Linked DNA regions of Bicyclus anynana: region 2 is linked to region 1. A link is a contact called in public Hi-C data. All regions are on one chromosome and are shown on one strand. Each heading gives the region's core, a stretch centred on a gene start, on an enhancer-like site or on the middle of the called end of the contact. The rest is flanking DNA. Distances are from core to core; before and after follow the strand shown. Region 1 holds the start of LOC112051193 (protein outspread). Region 2 overlaps LOC112051193 (protein outspread).

What was found. Hi-C and Micro-C count contacts between places; a contact is called where the count stands out from the background.
Region 2: a contact with region 1 is called in a Hi-C map of whole body, with 2.5 times the contacts expected there. The contact joins the enhancer-like site here to the promoter of LOC112051193 in region 1. A contact is called at or near these places in 2 of 2 Hi-C or Micro-C datasets (whole body and whole larva).

The regions. Positions count from the first base shown.
Region 1 is chr5:16,917,350-16,924,311 of ilBicAnyn1.1, forward strand. LOC112051193 (protein outspread) reads left to right here and starts at 4,557. Exons shown (of 16, transcript XM_052881731.1): 1 at 4,557-5,057. The coding sequence starts at 4,941. It overlaps LOC112044046 (peroxisomal acyl-coenzyme A oxidase 3), which reads right to left and starts at 3,137. Exons shown (of 13, transcript XM_024079787.2): 1 at 2,920-3,137; 2 at 2,574-2,706; 3 at 1-154. The coding sequence starts at 2,702.
Region 2 is chr5:16,985,890-16,992,851 of ilBicAnyn1.1, forward strand. The region is part of intron 1 of LOC112051193 (protein outspread); the gene reads left to right. Among protein-coding and RNA genes, the nearest start is that of LOC112051193, 67 kb to the left of the region's middle. Within about 2 kb of position 3,167, at least 7 of the 8 cell types and tissues checked have open chromatin away from gene starts, as enhancers often do.

The sequences.
Region 1 (6,962 bases), core at 3,307-5,806:
TGTAGCTCGCGTTAAACATCTCCTTAGGTATAAACTTGTACTCGTTTATCTTCTTCAGTTGCAACTGTGTGATTCTCTTCTGTTCTTCCACCGGCAGCGTGATGGGGCTGTGCGCGAAGAGCGGGTCTTTTTCTAGAGTTCGCCATATTTTGTACTGTTTAATAAAACATATTTATTATTTATAAGTCAAATATCTAAGCAATCCATTGCCGGGTCCATCGCATTGGGTATGATGACTAGGTTTGAATATATTGATTTGTATGATACATTCGGGTAAATAAGGTTAATGTTAACTAATTTTATTATTATATAGATATTTGTATTTTTGTTTGAACACCCATACAAATCTAATGATCAGAGAATCAACAACAAACGACATTAATTTGTGCCATTTCGTATGGAGCGTTTTTCAGAAAATTCCTTTACTATTAACATACTCTTAATTTATATACAATTTAAAAAACTGTCATCAACCCTATTGATAGAAAAACAAAGAACGGGGGCGAAATCTTATAGTAGGTATATGAAATTATTGTTTTTAGAAAAAATGTTTTTTAAAGTTTTTATAGAAAGAATCACATATTTAAATATGAATCATGCCATATCAATAAGAAATAAAACCAAAATAAAAACCATGCAAAACTTGAAGTTATCCATGAATATAGAGTTATTTTAAATGTAAATTGCAATGTTTTTCAATATTTAAATAATTGCTGTTATTATCATCCAATATTTAATTAACATGTATAACTAAAATACTAGACAAGAAGAACTAGAAGAAAAAGACTATTCAATAAAACCACAACAATGTGCCTTGTAGAGTAGACTTTAGCAGCAATAAAAATTCTATTGTACTATGATCAAGGGTACAAAGACTTAACTATGAAGCATGTTTGCATTTAATTACTTCATCTCCTGCTATAATTATGAAAATAAAGTGATTTCATATTTGTACCCAGCCTGAACATTAAACAGAAATCCTAGATTGACCAGAAAAAAAAAACCGGTGCACCAAGTGCGTGCACATACACAGTGTTCAGTTGAAAAAAGTTACCACTTCAATACCTTATGTAATGCATTGCATTTATATGTACTAGGCCAATTGGTATTTGCACCTGTATAATAGAATAATTATACAGGTTAGATTCGCAGGACTATTATTCATTTAATAATAATAAAAATAGCAGAAAGCTTCGATCAACACCTTATAAAGCTTTCGCTTAACTGTGGGATCAAAAGTGGGATACAAAAGGCAGTGATTCTTGAGATGGCGCATATAGTGAGGAGGTTCCTCACTGTGGAGTCCTGACCACCGATTGCTTGTACACTCAAATGTTCTGCAGAGGGAGGGTTGAGAGAGGTTTTTTTATAATTTTTAATAGTGTTTTGTATTTTTTTTTTGTATTATACTTTTATTCATATACTGAAACAATTATACATATACAACTAAATACAATATTTAAATTACTAGTAACTAACCTAACCTAAACATAATATAAAAATAAAATATAAAATTAAATCTACAGATGTAAGCGTCGTAGAATTCATCCGAATCGATGATCATTGGTAAAGTGCCCAGAAGGCTGGCAGTTTCGTATTTTATATTTATATTGACATTGTTAAAATTAAAAAAAAAAGAAGTAATAAATAAATAAGAGAACATAAAAATAACAATGAATAGGCATCTTCTAGGCAAGTAGGCTTCATCTTAGACCTCAACATTGCTTACCATGAGCCATGATTGTAGTCGAGTGGAAGCCTATCCATCACAAAAAAAAAATCAGACACTATGTATTTTTTACAAAGACCTGACACCTGCATTGTAAATCCATGGAATGCTAAAAATTCATCTCTCGCTACAAATTCAATATTATAATGTCAAGGGGCTAGAATCAACCAAAACCGGAAGAGGTCACAGTGAATATAGAATGGCATTTTATATGGAATTAAAAGGGATGGTCTTTGGATGACAAAATAAATAAGAAATATATGAAGAAAAAACAATTAATTGTAGATATAGATTAACTATTATCTTCAGTCTTAGACAATGGTTTAAAGAATTTTGAAATTTTTTCTTGCTTGACATTTTTTAAAAGCTTCTATTCAGAGTGATTTTAAGCAGTGGCATTCTTAAACCATCCATTCGCAATTTCGTCAATAGGTATTTGCAAGTCAAAGTTTATATTTGCAGATTTTATGTCAGTTTTGTTAGTCAGATCCACAAATAATGAAATATTTAGCCACGAATATAGGAATTGGGACAAAAAAATTTAATCTGAGAATAGTGAAAATGTGAGTAAGGAATACGGACTTTTACTGTACATACTATAATCGTGAATCATGGCAAACTTTCAAGAGGGAAATGAACTGTTACTGTTTGAAAAACATTTTAACATAGCCTTAACTTGTAATCTTAGAGCATATTATTCATATAGTATAAAAAATATGCCCAATATTATTTTTAGAAAAATATTAATTTAATTTAATAAAGTAATGAATAAATTAAATGATAGTAAATGCCTTGCAGCTTAAATAACTGAAAGCCAAAACATATATATGATAGAACAACTTACCTTAAGTTTCAGCAAATCAAAGTCTCCTTCAAGGGCCAATTTAAGACGCTTCCAGTTAAATGAAGCATTATTTCTGTACACATCTAGAGGCCCACTCGGGAGTTCTGGTACAAAACTGAGGTCTTCCATACTTCTTAAACAATAAGATATATTAAAAATAAATAATGAATACTTTAAGAATAAATAACAAAAATGTAAATAATTATGAATTAAAAAAATACTTATATATTTGAAATAAAAAGAGTATTAACAGGCAAAGGTTTTGGGTGTACAGGCTTTGGGAATCTTCGAATTATTTTATAGGTTTCTGTTTTTAAATGGGAACGATTTATGCATAGACTCTCACATTGTTACCGGATGGGAAATCCTCTACACAGCAATAACAAGGTCTCCAGAGTCCTAACCCTCACGTGTGTTTGCACTAAACTGGAAATTTGTTGCGCGCAGGAGGGCTTTAATAGTGATTTATTTTCCTGATAGTTTTAAATTACACAGCGGTAAAACTGAGACGAATTACGGGCGTGTATGAATCAAATAACCGCCTACTGACGTCTGTCACTGACCACTGTGTCAAATATACAATTGAAAATGAAAAGAAGTTGGTTAATAAGTTGACATTTGACATCTTGATTTGATACCACCGTCACGCGACACATGTCAAATTTTTAAATCACAGATAACAAATACCTTTAGTTAGTTGACTCATAGATTTAGCTTAACCTTCTTACCAGTTGACATGGAAATTGGTATTTTTTTTTTATTGAGAAAGATTATAAGGAACTTGGACCATGGAGTCGTAGTGCCAAAAAATCTTACCGTATCGTTTCACCGCGGCTAGTTGTTTCGACTGGTGATAGAAGAGCTCATTTTTTGCGCAAAGGATCAGCCTGGCTGTCCAGCGCGGAAATGCAGCCAGTATTCTTGCCACCATTCCACGTGGGCATGATTTGTATAGTTATTAGGATAAGTTAGCTTAAGTTCCTTATTGTAATCTTTCTTAAAAAATCATCTAAAAATACATGATAATTTGTGATATTATCACCATTATTTCTGGTTCTTTCCACTTTATAAAACATACTCACCCTTACATCCACATAATATATAGTTAAGGAAATTATAAGTCTGTGATATTTTATTGTGTACGTGAGAAGGTAAAACTACAAAATATTATTTAGCAATATAAGTTGGTAAATCCTTCGCGTCATTGGGATGTTTACCTGTTATAAAATTAGACTATTAGTATCTATTATGATATTCATGACAATATGAACGGTTGACTTTATCCAGCTTTTTAACGTGATCCATTATTTTTTTCTGATTATTAATGTCTAAGGCCCTACAGGGGTAGGGGTAAATTCCGGTAGGGTAAGAGAAGGATACGGATAGTGTAGGAATATGGTAGGGTCGGAGTAGGGTAGGGTAGGGGTAAGGTAGGGGTAGTGTAGGAGTAGGGTAGGAGTAGGGTAGGAGTAAGGTAGGGGTAGGGTAGGGGAAAGGAAGAAGTGCACAAAAATCAAAGCGAAGCTTGACCGGGTCCGGTAGTAATATTATAGATCCCTACCTGTACAATGTACATGTACAATGCTGTACAATATCATTTGATCTATGTACTAGCTCAATAATTTTTGGAAAGGACTGTGGATATTAACCTCCTCCAAACAAGTTAGACCGATAAAAATTGATAATTTAAAATTAATAAAGTATAGCGACATCTAGTGCAGTAACATCGAAACGCTTCAACAGTGAAGTGATAAAACCTACCGTGCCAACACTACAACCTAACCATGAGACGTTTTTACAAGAGATGGCAGCATAGTCTTCAAAATATTAATGAATTGCATGAAAGAGATGGAACGCAATACGGTCTGTATCGATAGAAAGAGAGGTAAGTTTAGACGCACACATCAAACGCACCACTACATCGACGAATTCGTTACGGACGCATAACAAGAAAAGAGAAGTTGTAAAACAACACTGTGTTGGTTGGCTGTGCTTGGTTTTCTATCAGATGTAAAATGGACGGGCGGTCGTGCCGTGCGCTCGCTTGTAACGCGTGTTCGTTATAAAATCGATGTTTATTTTGACGTGAATACGAATATTGTTTACGCGATAGTTCGACTTCTCCGGTATTCGGTTACCGGAGGAGATAGTGTTGTGTTTGTGTTTTTGATTTTGACTAGCGTTCACTTGATCGCTTCACAGTTCACTTAGTGATTTCCCTGATAGCTCACTCACCGGTGGGTGCGTGATAAACTATACGTGTATAAAAATAAGGCGAATACTCGTCTGGTGTGAGTGTTTTACTATACCACGATGCTGTTTACGGTGACATAGTGAACGTTGAATTGACCCTGACCTCTGACAACCATGTCTGGGCGATCGGATTGCAGGAAATTTGCACCAAACATCTTCAACAAGAGCAAATGCACTAATTGCTTCCGGCAGAAGGAGGAACATAGTGCTGAGGCTTTGGAATCCAATCGGGTAAGTTTATATTAGGCAAAAAACGTCCATCACTACATAACATTTGAAGTTGGAACATGGTTCGCGTGTAGGTGTACGTTGCGTATGTGTGTGTACCGTCTACTTCAGGTGTTGAATGTTGATCTAACGGACATCAGTCGTCATCAAGTTAAAAAAAAGACAATGTTGATGCTTCAAAGAAACAGCCTAGTTAATTTCATCTAGTTCAATTGTATATATATAGCGTAATTCGTAACAGTTTACCGCTTTAAAAAATGTAATGCCGTAAGAAACACTTTTTGATAAACTACCCTCGTTTTTAATGTGAGCCTTTGAAACTATTATTTTACGTCATTTGATAATGACTAAAAAAATCAATATTATTGTAATTTTTTAAGTTTGATTAAGGAAACTTAATACATCTCGATAATAAACAAAATAGTCCCAATAATTTTGCGGTGTGTGAGATTATGATTATGATAGACATGTGTGGGTAGGTCTACATACGCATTGCGCGCTATTGAATTCATTCATAGAAGAAAACAAAAAATATTAGATCCTTCTTATATCATGTATTGTAGGTGGGAAGGTTTTTTATTATTATTAATGATTCATTGTAACGATGTTACTAACGCGGAAAACATGCTCTTCGAGGCACAGGGTAGAAATCACTGCCTAAATCCGGGCTAAGAATCTGATGAATATTTCATGTAGAAAGAAAAGCTCTTGACTTTTGAAAGAACTTTTACTCGTGATCTCTCTCTCAATCTTAAAATAACGAAATTGCATACTTGACTGACCTTTGTATTGCAAACTATTTTCTAAACACCTTACCTATCTAAAGTCAAATAGTTTTAAAAGACGACAATGCTGATATACCGGCAGACAGCAAAAAGTCCATTAATTTACGAGATACCCGCATTTTATTTGTTATCCGCTCGTCTATCACAAACATCGCTTTCTTGACATTTAACTAATCGTTTGATAGGTCGGCTAGCTATCCTGTTATCGACCTGGCCTTCTGACCATCCTCCTATAGGCCGTTCGATCATAACCTAAGTCATTACTGATTTTATGACCCTTAGGTAGGCATTTTAAGCTATGAACAGACAGCTGAATGTCCCGTTTGTAGCTGGAACGTGTCTGCGAATAAGTCTAGACTTGTTATTTAAGGCCTAGGTACCTACATTATAATAAGACATTAAATTCGTTTCATAACCTCGTTTCTGAGGTTTCGTACATTTGCTGAGCAATTCGGTTAGTACAAGACTGTTGAAATAGGTCGAGTTAGTAAGGTATTTCGGAACAAAATTGTATGAATGCGGGTATCGAAATATATTTTGTATCTCTTCCTAGATATTTTCAGTAACAGCCTGGAATTGGGAAATCGGTGGTATTACACCACCGTGCCACGGTGATCTCGTTAAGCATTCTTTAACGGTCACTATTATAGTTACAGCAAAGTTACAGAGTCAATTTAATTCTATGCCCGCCAAGTCGCATTGGTGTAGCGTGGTTGCGTGGTGGAGGAGGCCTACACATAACCTGCGTGTGGGCCTCCTCTCTGACGACGTTTTTTCTTCACGATTGAAGCTATTAACTACATAAAAATCATATTACTCCGAAAATTTAAAGATGCGTTCTTAGGATCAATCACTTAAATCTGGAACTGAAGTTTTACTGTTTTACCCTTTCTGTTGGCTATCACCGCCCTTTTTTCACATGTAGTTTGAAACAATTCTGAAGTACAGAGGTAAACAAGCACCTCGGATGCGTAATTCTACAGTGGGATACAAAAATAGACGACATCGCATCCTGCCCGCGCACGCAACGGGACCGCGCGCCGGTGTGCACTGACCTTCATTCCTTCATTGACTGTCGTTTGTTTTTACCCCCGACGAAAAAAAACGAGGCGTGTGTGCTCGT
Region 2 (6,962 bases), core at 1,917-4,416, 67 kb after region 1:
CGGAACGGTGAAGTTTAGGAATTTTTATTGCCATCATAAAAACAAGGCTTTGACTCGACGCGAATGTGGTAACTAGGTGCTTGTCTTACTAAAAAAACTTGTTTTGAAAAAACAATAAGAGTTTTCTTTACCTTAACTGTTACTCCTAAAACGTTATCCATGTTCATGTCTTTTCTTTCATTTTCTCCTTCATCATCATCAATTATTATAAGTAGGTACGTAACTATTGGTGTGGCGATTTTAGTGTTATAATTATCGTAACGGATAGTTTGAATTCCGAAAGGATACTATCTTCCTTAGAGGTACGTCATAGATAGATAGGATTTGAGAGAAGGAAATTCCTCATCGCAGTGATGCGTATCGAAAACGAGGAAGTATGTATGTACGTAGTCATTACTTTGATGAAACTTTTAGCAAGTTAAAGATAATCTTCCAAGTTAAGTCATTAACTGGATAATGCGCCGTTAGCTGCAATCAGCAGACTTTACCTAACTTCATTACCTACTTTATCGCTAGACATCGATCGCTCATTTGCCCTAAACCATTGAAGTCGCCGCCTACAATAGCCGCATCTAACGGTCCATACCAATTGCAAAGACTAAGAAGAAAGATAAAAAAATAGTTAAGGAACCATTTTAGGCATTTAAGCTAAATTGCCTTAAATTTGATATCATTTTCATGCTTCAAGATATTTTCAGACTTTACCAGCACCTCCTCTTAATCCACTTTGTCAAAGGTTCGAACATTTTCATGTTATCCTAAACATAAAGTGTTTACTATAAATGAACGTTTTACCTAGTTGTAAAAGTTCGTTTTTCTAGTATTAACTATTCAAGTATTAAGTATTAACTATTTGAACTCTTAAATGTAGACTTCGAATAGGTACGTTTATATCAATGATAATAACATTTTTTTTCCGTGAGCTCACCCTGGGGTCATGCCTGAAAATCAGCACTACAGCTCTCAACTGTTGTATCGAGCTGAGGCAGCGCCCCTTTCAGCTGAATTTCTTTATTATATTATTATACTAAGTACATACAGAGGAACTTTGTAATTTAAGTAGGCATATTTAAGTAGTTTGTAAGCTCTGTTAGTATTAGTTTGTAATTTCTTCTTGATTTTTTAATTTGTTTTTTTTTAGCTGAATAAAGGATCTTATTATTATTATTTTTATTTTTATTCTGTGGTATTACAAAGGTATGTAGGTACTTATATTTTAACTAAGTGTACAAGTAAACAACTTTATGCGAGTTTTGGTCTACAATGCTCCGTCTGTGTCGTTTCTTTAGTCTGTGAAAATTTTATGATGGTTCGTGTAAAATTCCTTCTATTTGTGTTTAATATGTGGGTCATTTTTTTCCGCCGTCGCGACAGGTTTCCGATAGAAATGTTTATATTTATCTCGGCGCCGAAACCGTTAAGGAATTCGCGATGGTATTTTGGGTTTAATCAAAGCTTTTTTTATAAGAATACGCATTTAAAAATTTCAAACGGAATGGATTAAATGGTAAAACAGTTTGTGTTGTAAAAAGAAAAAGGTGGTTCTACCGCAGGCATGTGACTTAGAACTAAGTATATTGTCGTTACACTTGAATGACCTTCGCGTTATTTGGTATGTTTTAAACCTTAGGTTCGATTTACAACAGGGGTCGGTCAGTTTGTGATTTTATTTTTGGGTTGGGTCAATTTTTCGTTTTGGATTTGTTAGGCAAGAACATGCCGCTACTTATTTAGCATTTCGATACGATGCCTTGTCTGTTCCACTTCAATTTTGACTATGTTTTTTACACAATGAACTCACAACAAGCTGATTTTAAGTGTAAAATTGTATATACCAGACGAACATATCGCATAGCCACTCGGTAAAAAAGAGCCGTGATAGCCTAGTGGATATGACCTCTGCCTCCGAATTCGGAGAGTGTAGGTTCCAAATCCGGTGCGGGGCATGCCTCCTATTTTCGGTTGTGTGGATTTTAAGAAATTAAATATCACGTGTCTCAAACGGTGAAGGAAAAACATCGTGAGGAAACCTGCATACCAGAGAATTTTCTTAATTCTCTGCGTGTGTGAAATCTGCTAATCCGCATTGGGCCAGCGTGGTGGACTATTGGCCTTAACCCTCTCATTCTGAGAGGAGACTCGAGCTAATCAGTGAGCCGAATGTGAATTGATAACGAACTCGGTAAATACATGCATCGTATTTACCTCAGGAACACGAGGCTTTACACCTTTAAGTCTTATGTGCCTGCAATATCACAATCATTCAAACGGTACTACTTGGTAGACACAAATATTGTGCAAGCTTTGCAAAGTGTGTTACGTCATACCAGACACTAGACTCTCAGTTGCTGTTCCAATCCTGGTTCATGGGTTTCAAAAGTCGAGAATATTTCTATTTTCTTTTTAATCTTTGGAAATTGAACCATACAGTTCCGATTAACTAGTTTGGCTTTCCTTCTCCATCGGTGTACGGTTAAGCACTAGTTAGTAACCTCGTCCATCATTCCGACCCAAACACATACAAACGGTTTTTTTAATTATTAGGATATAATATATTATCATATATCACCAAACCGGTATTCCGATTGGCTTCTTTTTGTTGTTTACTGGCCGATGCCATTCGTCTTCAATAAATCAGGTTGTAACCTCATTAATTGAAGACTTACAAAAAACCGACTATATTTAGTAGCATTTGCGCTCGGCTTTGCTTGAATTTATTTCAGATTGTGCTGTAATTTTTATTTATCTTAGAGTGATTTATTATCCAAATACGAGTATGGCACTTGTTAAGTATAATTAGCCAATGTGTGATCAATATTCTCCTTTCTCCTCCAAAGATTAAAGGACTGATCTTACTTAGCCTACGAATCCAAACGACCCTTAAGGGGTGTGATTCCGCTATTTTATGCTCGTCGATGTTTCGCCTATAGCAAGTTTTGTTTTTATTTCTATAGAATGCCAAAAATAAAATAAAATTGCCATGGAAACGAGCGATGTCGCTGTAACTTTACAGAATGCAGGGGCTGAGTCTCACTTATGACGCGTTTAGAGACGTTCATCCTCACCGCTCTAGCCCTAGAACTTGTCTCTGACATTCCGCGGTCTCTCAAATCCCCGGTAGAGTGCGCGCAAGATAAGCCTGCGCGCGACCGGCGCGGCAATGATGTTGCCAGCTTTAGTGATCTCTTTTACCCGCCAAGAGATAGACAGGGATACATGACCAGATGGCGGCACTATTTATTAGTTTTGGGCAAACTTATTTTTCGCACACTATAAAAAGCTCTCTGTCAACATATTCGCATAATTCCATTTGCACGGTACATCAAACTTTTCAACACGTATTCTCGTAATAGGTCGCTAAAGTTCAATGTCATCAAGAAATTAATGCTCGCAGAGGTAATTAATCATGAAAATGATAATAAGAACTGACAGCAACCGTACGCCGAAAAGGTTAAAAGCATTCACAACCGGAAAACATTGTAGACGTGTTTTCAACATCACAAAGTCCCGCTTGCTTTGTTAAGGGCCATTTACACGTACAATTTTAACACTTATAAAGGTTAACCGTTGTAGAATCTCATTGTGAATGGTAGATGTCCAGGAAACTGTCTCTATGCTTAGGAACTTAGTATGCATTACATAGGTATAGGAGGTTTTTAATACTACGTGTACGTAAGAAAAAACGTAGTCGACGTCGAGGTCGAGGCTAATAAGTTCCAGGACATGAGTGTGTTGTATAATAATAATCTAGCTGGTTCCGGACAACTTGCAGTTATGTTTCTGCCATTTTCCTAAATTCGTGTAATGTACAAAGTAATGTGTAAAACTGTGAGATGCGTTGCGGATGAGTTCCAACCAAATTGACATCAAATAAACATTGATTGTGATGTGAGTAGGTGTATAAAAGTTGGCCAATCAAAAAAATCATTTCATCCACAACACTTTTTTAAAATTTACTTACAGCACAAGGAACCTATAATTCCTCACTTGTTTTTTTTAGAAAACCCTTCATTCGGTATGAAACTAGATAACATTTCATGGACCCCCGGTTACGAGTTGTGAAACCCCATTTTTTTCTCACGCCAACGTAGTCCCCTCCGTGGACACCTGGGAGTCAACCTGGACCACTTTATGAATCAATGGTCTAGAATCTAGATCGAAGTATCCATAAGCGACACTGATCTCTATATATTTTAGACATGGAACACGCCATTTCTATTACGAGTAGGTACCTTATTAATACTATAATACTTAAGTTTACCAACAAACGAATCTTAAAGATGACCATTGCAGTATGATTACGACGGCATCTCGCGATGTAAAGCGCGTAATCGATATTAATTAAAGGCTGTGAGTACGTTATGATACCTTCGACAAAAAGTCGACTTCCGCGTCACAGCGGTGTCGGGTTACCCTTGCCGAGCTCGTAGTACGGGAGGCGGCCTTATAGCGCCTTAAAATGAGCCTCTGTACACCAAAGTTTAGTTACCTCACAGTAGGGAAACATCTATACTAATATTATAAAGAGGTAAAGTTTGTAAGTTTGTAAGTTTGTCACATTTTTAAAATGGGGTAATCTTCGGAACTACTGGTCCGATTTTAAAAATTCTTTCACCAGTAGAATGCTACATTATCGGGGAGTGCTATAGGCTATATTTTATATTGATATCATATATATTAGCCGAGTTATCACAGTTTTTGTCATACAGGTCGGACTGAAAATCCTCTTAAACAGACTTATTCGCATGCGCTGCCTTAACTATTGTGTAAAATTTAAATTAATGTATGGGAGACTTTATGTATCTTTAAAAGATCTACAAAAAAATCTGCGACACCATATATCTATCTTCTATATATTAGCAGATATAGTACCTTTTGTGTTTTAAAAATTATTAATTTTATATACTTAGGTTTACGTCATTATTTATACAACTAAACTTTAATCCTTATTAAAATAAATTATTTAATAATCACAAGGATATTATGGAGATAAGATTTGCCCTTTACTTATGTTAATTACTTAAATAGTTTCGGAGATAATACAAAATTTCTAAAAGACGCAGAAATTCCGCTATATGACGCCCGGCGCTTTCATTTATGTAGTTCCCGTTCCCGTGTGAATATGGGGATCAAACATAGCCTATGAAACTCGCAAATAACGTAGCTTTCTATTGGTAAAACAATTTTCCAAATCGGTCCAGTAGATCCAGAGATTACCTCCTACAACCACACGAACTTTACCTCTTTATATTATTAGCATAGAAGTCTCTATTTCTCTTGGTCATACCACCATGACTCTCGAAGGACTGGACCGATTTTGCTAAGGGTAGGAGTAAGATAGAGAAGTTACAGGGTAGGGTAGGGTACGGGTAGGGAAGCGTAGGGGTAGTGTAGGTTTAGGGCCGGATTTAGGGTAGTGGTAGGGTACGGGTAGGATAGGGAAGTGGTAGAGTAGGGGTAGGATAGGCGTGAGATAGGGATACGGGTGGGATGGAGGTAGGAAAGGGATAGGGTACGGAGAGGGTAGGGGTAGGATGGGGGTAGGGGTAGGATGGGGGTAGGGTGTAGGTAAGGTAGCGGTAGGTTTGGGGTAGGGTAGGGCTACCCCTACCCTAACCCTACCTCCACCCTACGGTGGAGGTAGGGTTAGGGTAGGGTAGGGGTAGGGTAGATGTAGGGGTTGGGTAGGGTAGGGTTAGGGGTAGTAGTAAAGTTGACATCGAAATTTACGCGGACGAAGTCGCGGGCGTCCGCTAGTCTTTTATAATAGGAAAATTATCTTAATGCATTGGGGTCAGGGTCAGTGGGCCAATAAACTACTTGTAAAGTTTGGCGTTAAAATAGAGAGTAATAATAATTTGTAAAATTATTTCAATAAAATATTAAAAAAAAAATCTCTTCCCGAAAGGCTTGGGTGGGAATACGGGCTCTGAGACTTGGCCTCACTGTCCGGGTAAGACTAACGTGATAAGATTTAGTGAGAACGTTGATCTTTTTTTCACTAGCTGTCGCCATCGATTTAATTTGTGTTGAATTGTAAAAAGGTGTTTTGCAATTTTCTTATGGATCTTTGCATTTTTTTTTCAAATGGGCACACGTTACTTTCTGAAAATTCATTATTTTTGTAACAACAAATGTAAAAATCGGTCCATTACTTTCAAAGTCTATTAGAAACAAACAAACTAACAAAAATTCTTTCCTCTTTATAAAATTAGTATAGATTTAAATCATATATCATGTTACATATTATAGAAGTAATCATTTTTAAAAAATAATGGTGAAGGTATTTTCATGTATGATCACTATTATTTTCAGTTGATTTGCATTCATCCAGTAGCTCCATGTAAAGTGGAGGAACGACCTCTTTACCATAGGTACCTAGATTTATGTTCGCTGTGATTTAACCGTATGCCCAACTGTATATTTCATACGCTGCGGCTCTGGTATGGAAGTTGGCCTTACGTTACCTTAAATTAACTTCTGTATGCATTTCAATATAACTTACACAGTTAAGTTAACCTTTTACAGTATGTAATTATAGTTAATCGGATGTACTTTTTTCTGATTCTTTCTTGGTAAGTTTATTGGTAAATATTAACTTTTTTAAATGATTAATCCAGGGCCATGTGAAGGGTAATCACTTCTTTTATCCTACTTATATCATATTTATCATACTTCTATTTGATCCAACAACAATAATATAAGAGAACATCCTACAACCCTCTGCCTTGTGTTCCAATACGATAGTCACCACCCTACCGGCAAAGACGTACTGCCAAGCGATTAAGTATTCCGGTACGATGTCGTGTAGAAACCGAAAGGGGTGTGGATTTTCATCCTCCTCCTAACAAGTTAACCCGCTTCCATCTTTGGTTGCATCATCACTTACCATCAGGTGAGAATGTAGTCAAGGGCTAACTTGTAAAGAATAAAAAAAAAGTAGATAGATTATGTCTTTCAAT